Regions from separate parts of the Ovis aries genome. Here region 2 is linked to region 1. Evidence: chromatin contacts called from public Hi-C data. All regions are on one chromosome and are shown on one strand. Each heading gives the region's core, a stretch centred on a gene start, on an enhancer-like site or on the middle of the called end of the contact. The rest is flanking DNA. Distances are from core to core; before and after follow the strand shown.

Region 1 (5,550 bases), core at 215-2,714:
TCTACGGCAGTAATGTCGAAATGGGCCTCCAGGAGTGAGTTTCTGCTCTGGACTGATGGGGGCTGGGGCTGGTGTGATGAGAGGCTGGGATTCTTTCTGTCCTTTTATAGAAAGACTTTTATGGAATGCCCTCTTCCTCCCTATCCTAAGCCTGTGAACTTGCCCTTGTTGACAAGAAAGGGCTGCTTATCTTTTCCAGTGAAGTCCCTTCTTTCCCGTCCTAGTCTCTGCCTCCCCATGGATATAGAGGGCACCAGCTGAGCTGTGGCCTGGGGAAGCCCCCTTATGGATCCTGGGAGAAGGTGTCTGGTTTCAGAGTGGAGCCCGTTCTCAGAAGTGTATCTGCTGGGCCCCTGGTGCAGCCATGTGTCTGATCAGCAGCTCTTGGGTTCCTTGGCAGCATGGTGGGAGGGGAGAGAAGCCTCTGCTGTGTGTGTGTGTGTTCATGTGTGCCTGTGGGGTGGACTGGAGAACTGGCTCTGGGTATATATTCCCATGTGTGCCTGGAGTGTGGCCAACTACGGGTGGGCCTGTCCAGCCCAACATTTCCCAAAAGCAGGATCATCAACAAAACCAGTTGAGAGGTTGGCACTCCATTCTTCCCTTGTGTCTTCAGCCAGAGAGAATCCAGAGCCAGTGTGTGTGTGTATGTCTGTAAGATGTAGGGGGAGGAGAATTTGTGGGGGGAAAACTATCCTTTAGTAGCCCCTCCCCACCTGTTTATTTCTATAGAAGGGGGAACTTCAGGATCTAGGTTTGGAGTTGAGCTCATCTGGCTGATGTGAGAAGAGTGTCAAAAATTTGTGCAGCACCCTTCACAGTTTGTAAAGTCTGTTTCGATTTCCTAAGTTCTTGACTGTTTACCAAAGCCTTTTTCACTCCCAACAATCTTCCTTTTCATAGCAATGTTTCAGCTTTGGGGGGAGGCGCATGCAGATGAAGATCCCAAGGTTCAAAGCTAGGGAGAGACTCACTCAAGATGGTTAGGAGCTTGGTTGAGGCCAGAGGCCAGGTCCCCTGATCATAATTCCTAATCGTGATTCATGTTTCTCTTCATCCAACCTTGGTTGCTGCTTCTAACGGAAGAGAGGTGGCTGCTTTGGTTCATGGCTGATTTGTTTGCTCATTCATTCATGCAACAAACATTTCCTGAGGGTTGGGGCGGAGTTCCCAATTACTGAGCAATAACCAGGTGTATCAGTTGCTTCATTTTGCACCTACAGCTTCCCTGTGAGGAAGGTTTTATTGTCGCCACTTTTCTGCAAATGAAGGTAGAGAAGCTTTGAGGGTCAAAGATCAGCTGGGAAAGAACAAAGCCAGGTGCAGATCGGGGTCTGTGTGACTGTAGGGCCTCCGCCCTGTACCCTACGTTTTCCCTCGGGCCAGGCCCTGAAGATGTCAGAGTGGTTCCTGGTATAATGGAGGGGTGTGCCCTTGCTGCGGAAGCCCAGAGGAGGAAGCACCTCCCCGCCCTCCTTGCCCCGGCTGAATTCCAGGAGGCGAGGAGTGGGGAGGGTGACTCACAGACCGATACTATCTGCATATCTGGAAGCCAGGAGAGACCCAGGCCAGGCTCAGGGTCCCCCAGCTCCATGGGGATGTCATAGGCCAGATGAGTCGAGACAAGCAGAGACTGAGTCTCATGAATGTAATATACATCCCTGGGACCAGCTGGACCCCAAGAGAGAGAGAAAGCTGGGAAACTTTGATACCCAGGCCACCTCCCACCCCTCATCTCTGGGGCCCTAGACCCTGTCCCTACCTCTCCCCAGACAAGGAGCTCTGTTCATTCACTGATAAACATGCCCAGTGGGATGCTAGCCTCCTTGAACTGGAAACCATGGGGAGCCTAGTGCAGAATTCCCCAGAGATCAGGAAACTTGCTCCCTTCCTTTGCCCAACTCCCTCTGCTTCCTGGACAAGTGGTAATGAAACCACTCCATGAGGGGGGAATTTTTGGAGGATATGAGCAGAGGCTCAAAGGCATGGGCAGGCCAGGGCACAAGTATCAAGTGTCAGAGGAGGCCAGAATGGGTGGCAACTTATTTCTTGAGGATTTTAGAGGTTCAACTGCCTTCAGTCTCAACTGACCTCAACATTGGGAGGTCAATGTTGATATTATTTCCATTTGATAGGTGTGAAAACTAAGTACTCACAGAAGGGCAATGATTAAACTATGGTATTTTACTGGTTCCAGGAATCTAAGGGCTGGGAATGGCTGAGGCTGGTGTTAGAGGGTTTGGAAGTCAAGGATGAAGGACAATGTGACTCTGTGTGTGTGTGTGTGTGTGTGTGTGTGTGTGTGTGTGTGTGTGCGCGCGTGCGTGCGTAATGCCCGAGGCCCTATACTCAGGGAGTTCCCAGCCTGGAGGGAAAGCGATATCCACACGTGATATGGGAACCAGAAGTGGTTCCCATATTCCTTCTGGGGTAGAGAAGTATAACTAACAGCCAACATTCATTGAGCTCTTCTTATGGATCAGGCATTTCCTATTCAATCCTTACAACAACCTCATGACATAGGGTTAGGGTTAGTTTTATTTTTTTTTTACAGATGAGTAAACGGAGGCTCATGGAGGTAAAATTAATTGTCTTGGACAAGGATTCAGTTCAGTTCAGTTCAGCCGCTCAGTTGTGCCCATCTCTTTGCTACCCCATGGACTGTAGCACACCAGGCCTCCCTGTCCATCACCAACTCCCGGAGTCCACCCAAACCCATGTCCATTGAGTCAGTGATGCCATCCAACCATTTCATCCTCTGTCATCCCCTTCTCCTGCCTTCAATCTTTCCCAGCTTCAGGGTCTTTTCCAGTGAGTGAGTTCTTTGCATCAGGTGGCCAAAGTATTGAAGTTTCAGCTTCAGCATCAGTCCTTCCAATGAATATTCAGGATTGATTTCCTTTAGGATGGACTGGTTGGTCTCCTTGCTGTCCAGGGGAATCTCAAGAGTCTTCTCCAACATAACAGTTCAAAAGCATTAAGGATTGGCTGGTAGCATTTTGCCAACTGTCCCCAATTGCCATAAAATGATATGACTGGTTCCCCGAAGTTTTCAGGGTTTTATTTTTTAGAATATATTTCTTATTATTTATTTGGCTGCCCTGGGTCTTAGTTGCGGCATGCAAACTCTTGGTTGCCACATGTGGGATTTCCTTGACCAGGGATCAAACCAGTGCCTCCTGCATTGGGAGAGCAGAATCTTAGCCACTGGACCACCAGAGAGGTCTTCAGGGTTAATGATATATCTGGAAGTCTTATCTAAACGGCTTCAGGCTGGGATTAACTTGGGATGAGCCTGATGTGAGCAGTTGCAATGACAGTGGTGCTGTTTTGACAAACATTTGATCTGATCTAATTAGCAGATTGTCTGGACTTCCAGTAAATACAGCTTTTTAGAGCTGTTGGTCATGAGTACCTGAAACTGTGCTACATTATTCACTGAGTCTTTGCATCATGCTGGGAACTATGTGCTTGGAATATTATGAGCTCCATATACAGTGGAAGGGCCTGAGGCTCAGAGAATGATAAGCTTGACTATGGTCGTGAAACCAGGATGTGACCAGAGGCAGAGTTTGAATGGAGGTTTGTCTGATGCCAGAGTCTGTGATCTTAACCACTGTCCTTTCCCAAATGCTTTCTAATCCTCTGTCTCACTGGATGCTCACGGAAAGCTCTATAGGGTAGATGTGTTATTGTTCCCATTTTATAGATGAAGTCCAGAGAGGCGAAGTAGTTTTTACTAACTGTTGCACAGCTATTAAGTGAAAAAGCGGAGCCATATGATTCCAAGTTAAAAATATATAATGTATTTTCAAATCTGCCATTTCTGAGGCCCATTAAAATATGATAAAAATATGTAAGATGGATTTACCCTCTTAACAACTTTTAAGTATTGTTAACTATATACACTTGTTGTACCACAGATCTGTAGAACATTTTTTTCTTGCCTGGTTGAATCTCTGTGCCCAGTGAACATCAACTCCCTGTTTCTGTCTTCCTCCAGCCCCTGGCAACCAATATTCTACTTTCTGTTTCTATTAGTTTAATTACTTTCAAAACCTCATGTAAGTGGAATCATTCAGTCTTTTTTGCGATTGGCTTATTTCACTTATTAATATTCTCAGGTGTCATCCATGTTGTAGCAGAGGACAGAATTTCTTTCCTTTTCTAGGCTGCATAGTATTCCATTATATGTATATTAATATTTTACCAGATTTTGTTTATCCATTTGTCTGTTGATGGACATTTAGGTTGCTCCTACCTCCTGGCTATTGTAACTAGTGTTGCTGTGAACATGGGTATATAAATATTTCTTCAAGATCTTGTTTGCACTTTTTTTTCTTTTAAAGAAATACACCCAGGAATGAGATGTCTGGGTCATATGGTAGTTCTATTTTTAATATTTTGAAGAACCTTCATACTAATTTCCATAGTGACTGCATCATCTTATATTCCCACCAACAGTGAGTGCACAAGAGTTCCAGTTCCTCCACATCCTCAGTAACACTTGTCATTTTCTGTTTTTATGATCGAGGCCATCCTAATAGGCGCTCTCTTGTTGGAGTTTTGATTTGCATTTCCCTGACGATTACTGATGTGGAGCGTCTTTTCATATGCCTTTTCCCCACCTGCCCCTAGACAATTTTTTAACAAATTTATTTTATTGAGTTATAGTTGATTTATAATATTGTGTTGATTGCTGCTCTACCACACAGTGATTCAGTTATACATATATATATATTCTTTTCCATATTATTTTCCATTATAGTTTATCACAGGATATTTTTTTCTCTGTCCTCTGTTTCCCTCAGTATATTCCAGGATATTGAATATATTTCCCCATGCTATCCAGTAGGACCTTGTTGCTTATCTATTCTCTGTATAATAATTAGCACCTGCTAATCCCAAACTCCCAATCCCTCTCTCCCCATCTTTTCATATGCTTCTTGGCCTTTTATATCTTTGGAGAAATGTTTCTTCAAGTCCCTTGCCCATTTAAAATTTTTGTTGTTGTTGTTGTCGTCATTATTGAGTGGTAAGAGTTCTTCATATATCCTGGATATTAACCCCTTATCTGGTATATTATTTGCAAATATTTTCTACAAATCTGTAGGTTGCCTTTTACTCTGTTGATTGTTTCCTTTGGTATACAGAAGTTTTAAAGTTTGATACAGTTCCATATGTCTCTTTTTGCTTTTCTTGCTTTTGGTATCATACCCAAGTAATCATTGCCCGTTCCAATGTCATGAAGCTTTCCCTCTAGAAGTTTTATACTTTCCAGTCTTATGTTTAGGTCTTTAATCCACTTTGAGTTACTTTGTATATGATTTGAGATAAGGGTCCACCTTCCTGCTTTTTGCATGTGAATATCCTGTTTTCCAAATATCATTTGTTGAGATTATCTTTCCCTTATTGTGTAGTCTTGGCACCCTTGACAGAGATCATTTGACCATATATGTGAGCATTCATTTCTGGGCTGTCTACTCTGTCCCATTGTTCTGTATGTCTATCTTTGTGCCAATACCACCCGTTTTGATTATTGTACTTTCT
Region 2 (5,155 bases), core at 2,203-4,702, 72 kb after region 1:
ACCTACAGTCTTAAAAGCCTCAGTTCAAATATTTCCTCCTCCACAAAGACTTCCCTGATTCATACTCCAGGTTGGGCCAAATGCTCTGCCACGATGCCTGCTGGACAGCTTTCTCTATCTCAGTAGTATAGCTCTTCTCTGTCTTGGCCCGTCTGCTCTCTTCCCCTGGTGCTAAGTGCAATGACTTTGGGACTAAAAAGGCAAGGATTTAAATCCATGCTCTGCCATGTCCTACCTAAGCAACCTTGGGAAAGCACATAGTAGGCCCTCTACAATTCTCAGGTCCTTTTACCCTCCCCTTCTGGTTTCTCAGAGTGTGCTTATTAAGCCTTAGTTTGACTTGGAATCCCAGCGATCATGGCATCTGGTCCCATTACTTCATGGCAAGTAGATGGGGAAACTGGAAATGGTGACAGACTTTATTTTCTTGGACTCCAAAATCACTGCAGATGGTGACTGCAGCCAGGAAATTAAAAGACGCTTGCTCCTTGGAAGAAAAGCTATGACAAACCTAGACAGCATATTAAAAATTAGAAACATTACTTTGCCGACAAAGGTCTGTCTAGTCAAAGTTATGGTTTTTCCAGTAATCATGTATGGATGTAAGAGTTGGACCATAAAGAAGGCTGAATGCTGAAGAATTGATAGTTATGAACTGTGGTGTTGGAGAAGACTCTTGTGAGCCCCTTGGACTGCAAGGAGATCCAACCAGTTCATCCTAAAGGAAATCAACCTTGGATATTCACTGGAAGGACTGATGCTGAAGCTGAAGCTCCAATACTTTGGCCTCTTGATGCGAAGAGTTGACTTATTAGAAAAGACCCTGATGCTGGGAGAGATTGAAGGCAGGAGGAGAAGGGGCTGACAGAGGATGAGATGGTTGGATGGCATCACCGACTTAATGGACATGAGTTTGAGTACTGAGAGTTGGTGATACAGGGAATCCTAGCGTACTGCAGTCTGTGGGGTCACAAGAGTCAGACATGACTGAGCAACTGAACGAAAACAACCCCCAGGCTAGCCCAAGAAATAGTCTGTTTTTCACTGTTCCTCTTGTTTCTTTGGTGTTATTTTTTCTCACAGGCTCTCAAATTAGTGATTCCTTCAATTCTCCAAGTAGTCCTAACACTTAGCAGGTTTTACTGAGGCTTTAGTGAAACAGAAGGAAAAGTTCAGCACAGTAGCACACCAACTTAAAGTTATTTATAAGACACTACTGTCCTAGAAGGTCATGGTCCATTACTGCCAAGAGGAACTTCTTTCTGGCTCTATCCCTCCTTGGGAGTCAGCCTCACTCTAGCTTCATTCTAGTTTCCCATCTCCTCCAGCCTCTCTTTAGCTTCATTCTAGTCTCCAGCAGTCTATTCCAAAACTTTCCTTACTCTACATCTTGAAATATTTTCTTCTCTGCTCTAGATTAAGCCTCAGGGTGAAACTGACCCACTGAATACTCATTAAAGCGCTCTTTAAAGGAAAACCCTGGTTGTCCAGTAGTTAAGACTAGGTACTTTTACTGCCATGGACCTAGGCTGAATCCTTGGTTGGGGAGCTGAGATTCCACAAGTTCCTTGGCATGGCAAAAAAAAAAAAAAAAAAAAAGGCCCTTGGAAACAAAGGGTACTTGACAATTATAGAGTTCTTTTTTTGTTTTTCTTTAGCAAAATTAAATTCTTCAATTGGGCTCCCTTTCCACCAGTTTTAGGAAAGTTAAAGAGAATAAATAATTCTTCTGTTCCAAGCATTATTCAGGGATTATGGGATCCCTCCCACCACTTCCAGCTACACGATCACTAGTTGTCCCCACGTGTTTGTTTGTATACACACACACACACACACACACACACACAAACACATAGGCCATGCCACGACACACGCAGGATCTTAGTTCTCTGAACAGAGATTGAACCTGAGTTCCTTGCAGTGCACAGAATCTAACCACTGGACAACCGGGGAAGTTCTATATTTTCTAGTAACAATTTTATTTGAGATAAAATTCACATGTCACAAAACTTACCATTTTGAAATGACTAATTCTGTGGGTTTTAGTACATCCATGCAAAGGTTGGCAACCGTTGTTACTAACTTCAGAACATTTTTATCACCCCCTCCCAAAAACCCTGTACCTGCTAGCAAATTCCTATTTCCCCCTCCCCCAGCCCCTGGCAAACAGTAATCTTAACAACTGATCTTAAGGTAAAACACTCCATTTTTTTACTATTAAGTACTATTGTGCTATCTGTGGGGCTTCTGTAGATGACATTCATCAAGCTAAGAAAGAGCCCTTCTATTCCTAGTTTGTTGAGTGTTGGATTTTGTTAAGTGTTGGATTTTGTCAAATTTTTTATGCATCTGTTGAGATAATCATATGTTTTTGTCCTTTATCCTGTTAATATGGCATATTACATTGACTGTTATGTAAATATGAGCATGTTTTTAACACACTCCATGTTGCTATGTTAAATCATCATATTGGCTTATAAGCTCAGGCGGTTGAACCTAATTTAAAGAAAATTTGATAGATAACAATACAGAGTTACACAATTATATGCTTGGGTACTTAGGTTACCATTTTTTTTTTTTCGCCATAGTTTTTCTGAAGGAAAATGTTCACTGTGAAAGCATATAAAATATACTTCAAAAAGATATAAAATATCTTACCAACTATCTGTTTTGGGCTTCTCTGATAGCTCAGTTGGTAAAGAATCCGCCTGCAATGCAGGAGACCCCAGTTTGATTCCTGGGTCAAGAAGATCCCCTGGAGAAGGGAAAGGCTACCCACTCAGGGATTTGGGCCTGGAGAATTCCATGGACTGTATAGTCCACGGGGTCGCAAAGAGTCAGCGAGACTGAGCGACTTTCACTATCACTACACTATCACTATCTATTGATGTCAGTCTCTCTGCGGCTGAGAAAAGCACAGCATGCATGATGACAGGTTGTCCTGGGCAAAATAGTCCCCAGTGCAAAGCCCACTGCCTCCGTGGGGCTTCTGTAAGTCACCAAGGCATCTGTGGAATATATTGCTGGCCTCTAGGGGGCAGGAGTCTCCTCTCTTGGGCTAGAAAATAGAATGAGGCTTGAATAAAGCTAACAGGTCAAGAGTCTACATTCTCCTTCCGTCTTTTCTTTTAAAAAAATTCTGTCTTCTGGGACTTCCCTGGCAGTCCAGTGGTTAAGAATCTGCCTTCCAATGCAGGGGACACGGGTTTGATCCCTGTTTGGGGAAACTAATCCCACAAGCTGTGGGGCAATTAAGCTCGTGCGTCACAACTACTGAGCCTGCACACTGCAACTAAGACCTGACACGGTCAAATAAATAAATAATTTAAAAATTCTCTTCTGGAACTTTCTGTGCTGAGAGAAGTTGTTATAGCAGATCTTGGTGCAGAGGGAGAGAGCGGTGCATTCAGCTTGGCCAGTTACCACACTGAGGACATCTATTTTTGTCTGTCCATTGCTCTTTCCTTTGGGGAACTTCCCTCCCACCCCCACCCTATGTGACACTCACAGGGCTGCCAATCATAGGACTACCTCTCTGACCACAGGAGTGACTCAACTCTGAGTCAGCTAGACTTTCTTAGGACTTTGCAACCTTGAGAGGAAACACTTGGGGATGGAAGGTAGTTGGTGCTGAATCATTTGATGTATTTACCTGGAGAAGTAGTTCTTATATGTGGTCCCTGGAACACCAGCATCAGCATCTGGGAACTTGTCAGAAATACAAATTCCCGCACCCCACCCCGCATCTTCTGAATCAGAAATTCTGGGTGGAGGCCCCAGCAATCTGTGTTTTAACAAGTCCTCCTGGTGATTCTGACCTAGAAGAGATGAGAGATTTCTGCTAGTGGGATTCCCAGAGTTGACTTGGATCTTGTCCTTCCCTAGAACTTGGCTGTAAGATCTTCCGTGGATGCTTTGATATCCTCGGTGTCCTTCTAATAAGTTTCTTTTGGGTTTTGCTGTGTTTAAGAGAGCCAGAGTTGCCTTCTGTCCAGGTTGCCTGCTTGGAACTTAAAGACTCTGACTTCTGGCCGTCTCACCTGATTCATAGCAGCACAGACCCTTCTTCAACCATGGATCTTTGCGTCATATACAAGGTTGCATTGTTCAGTTTCATTTTGGTATTTCTGTTTAGCTGCAGCCCCAATTCTAAGCCAAAACAGAGCCCAGCAGGGCTTCTGACCGAGCTCTATCAATGCCCTGCCTGTTATAGTTCAGTTGCCTTCCCCAATAACACAGGCTTTTGTATTTTCCAAGAACTGTTTATAAAAACCTCTTCTCCCATTCCTGCACTTATTTGACCCCTCTCTTCTTTCATTTTAGCTCCTAACTCCCTTTCTAACTATTAATGACAACCATTAGTATCATGCAGTTTGTTTTCTATATTAGTTGAGGGACAGAATAGCTGTTTTAATAAAGAGATTACAAATACAGAATACTTTAAAATTATATATCTTATTTAATAGTTGTTGCTCTTTTATCTCTTTAAGCCTCTGAGTGGATCAGAGTGAATTCAGAGGTAAGTGGCTCTGCCCCAGGTGTCACTGAAAGACACCAGTTCCCTCTATCCTGTTGATCTGCCTTTTCCTAGGACACTGTTATTTCTGTTTTCCTTTGTTTGTTTGTTATATATATTTTTCCTAGGACATTGCTGAAACAAGCTCTCTCTTGCTACATCTACATTCCCAGCCTGTGGGAAAGGGGGCAAAGAGGAAGTAGGTGGCTAACAATTTCCTTTTAGGACACGATGTAGATGAAGTGATGCTCAGATCATTCTAGTCACTTTGCAATGGTGAACACTTGCACGGCCACACCCATCGAGCTGCAAGGGAGGCTGGGAAATATGCTCTCGAGCTGGGCAACCCTATTCCCTGCTAGTTCTTGGGGTGAAGATTGCTTTGTTACCCGAAGAAAGAAGGAAATTATGGATAATGAAGGACAACTGGCAATTTTCTCACCTTTTCTAACCCCAAGTTTTATATTCATGTGTTGAATGCTCAGATGTCCTCATGGACTAGCAGATGATTACTGAGAGAGCAATCCACGTGTAAGACTGGAAGGAGCAGGGTGACAGTGACTGTGACGAAGTGGGCAGCACCATGTCTTGTTTAGAGGGGGCGAGAGCTAGTTGCCTACTCGATGTCCCTGATCCCTT

Evidence for each region. Hi-C and Micro-C count contacts between places; a contact is called where the count stands out from the background.
Region 2: a Hi-C map of hypothalamus shows a contact between it and region 1, with 3 times the contacts expected there. The contact joins two enhancer-like sites. A contact is called at or near these places in 5 of 16 Hi-C or Micro-C datasets (blood, hypothalamus and omental adipose tissue).

What each region holds. Positions count from the first base shown.
Region 1 is chr2:238,928,022-238,933,571 of ARS-UI_Ramb_v3.0, forward strand. The region is part of intron 1 of PTAFR (platelet activating factor receptor); the gene reads left to right. Among named protein-coding and RNA genes, the nearest start is that of PTAFR, 21 kb to the left of the region's middle. Within about 2 kb of position 1,465, at least 9 of the 54 cell types and tissues checked have an H3K27ac peak or open chromatin away from gene starts, as enhancers often do.
Region 2 is chr2:238,998,184-239,003,338 of ARS-UI_Ramb_v3.0, forward strand. No RefSeq gene overlaps it. Among named protein-coding and RNA genes, the nearest start is that of EYA3, 49 kb to the right of the region's middle. Within about 2 kb of position 3,453, at least 21 of the 54 cell types and tissues checked have an H3K27ac peak or open chromatin away from gene starts, as enhancers often do.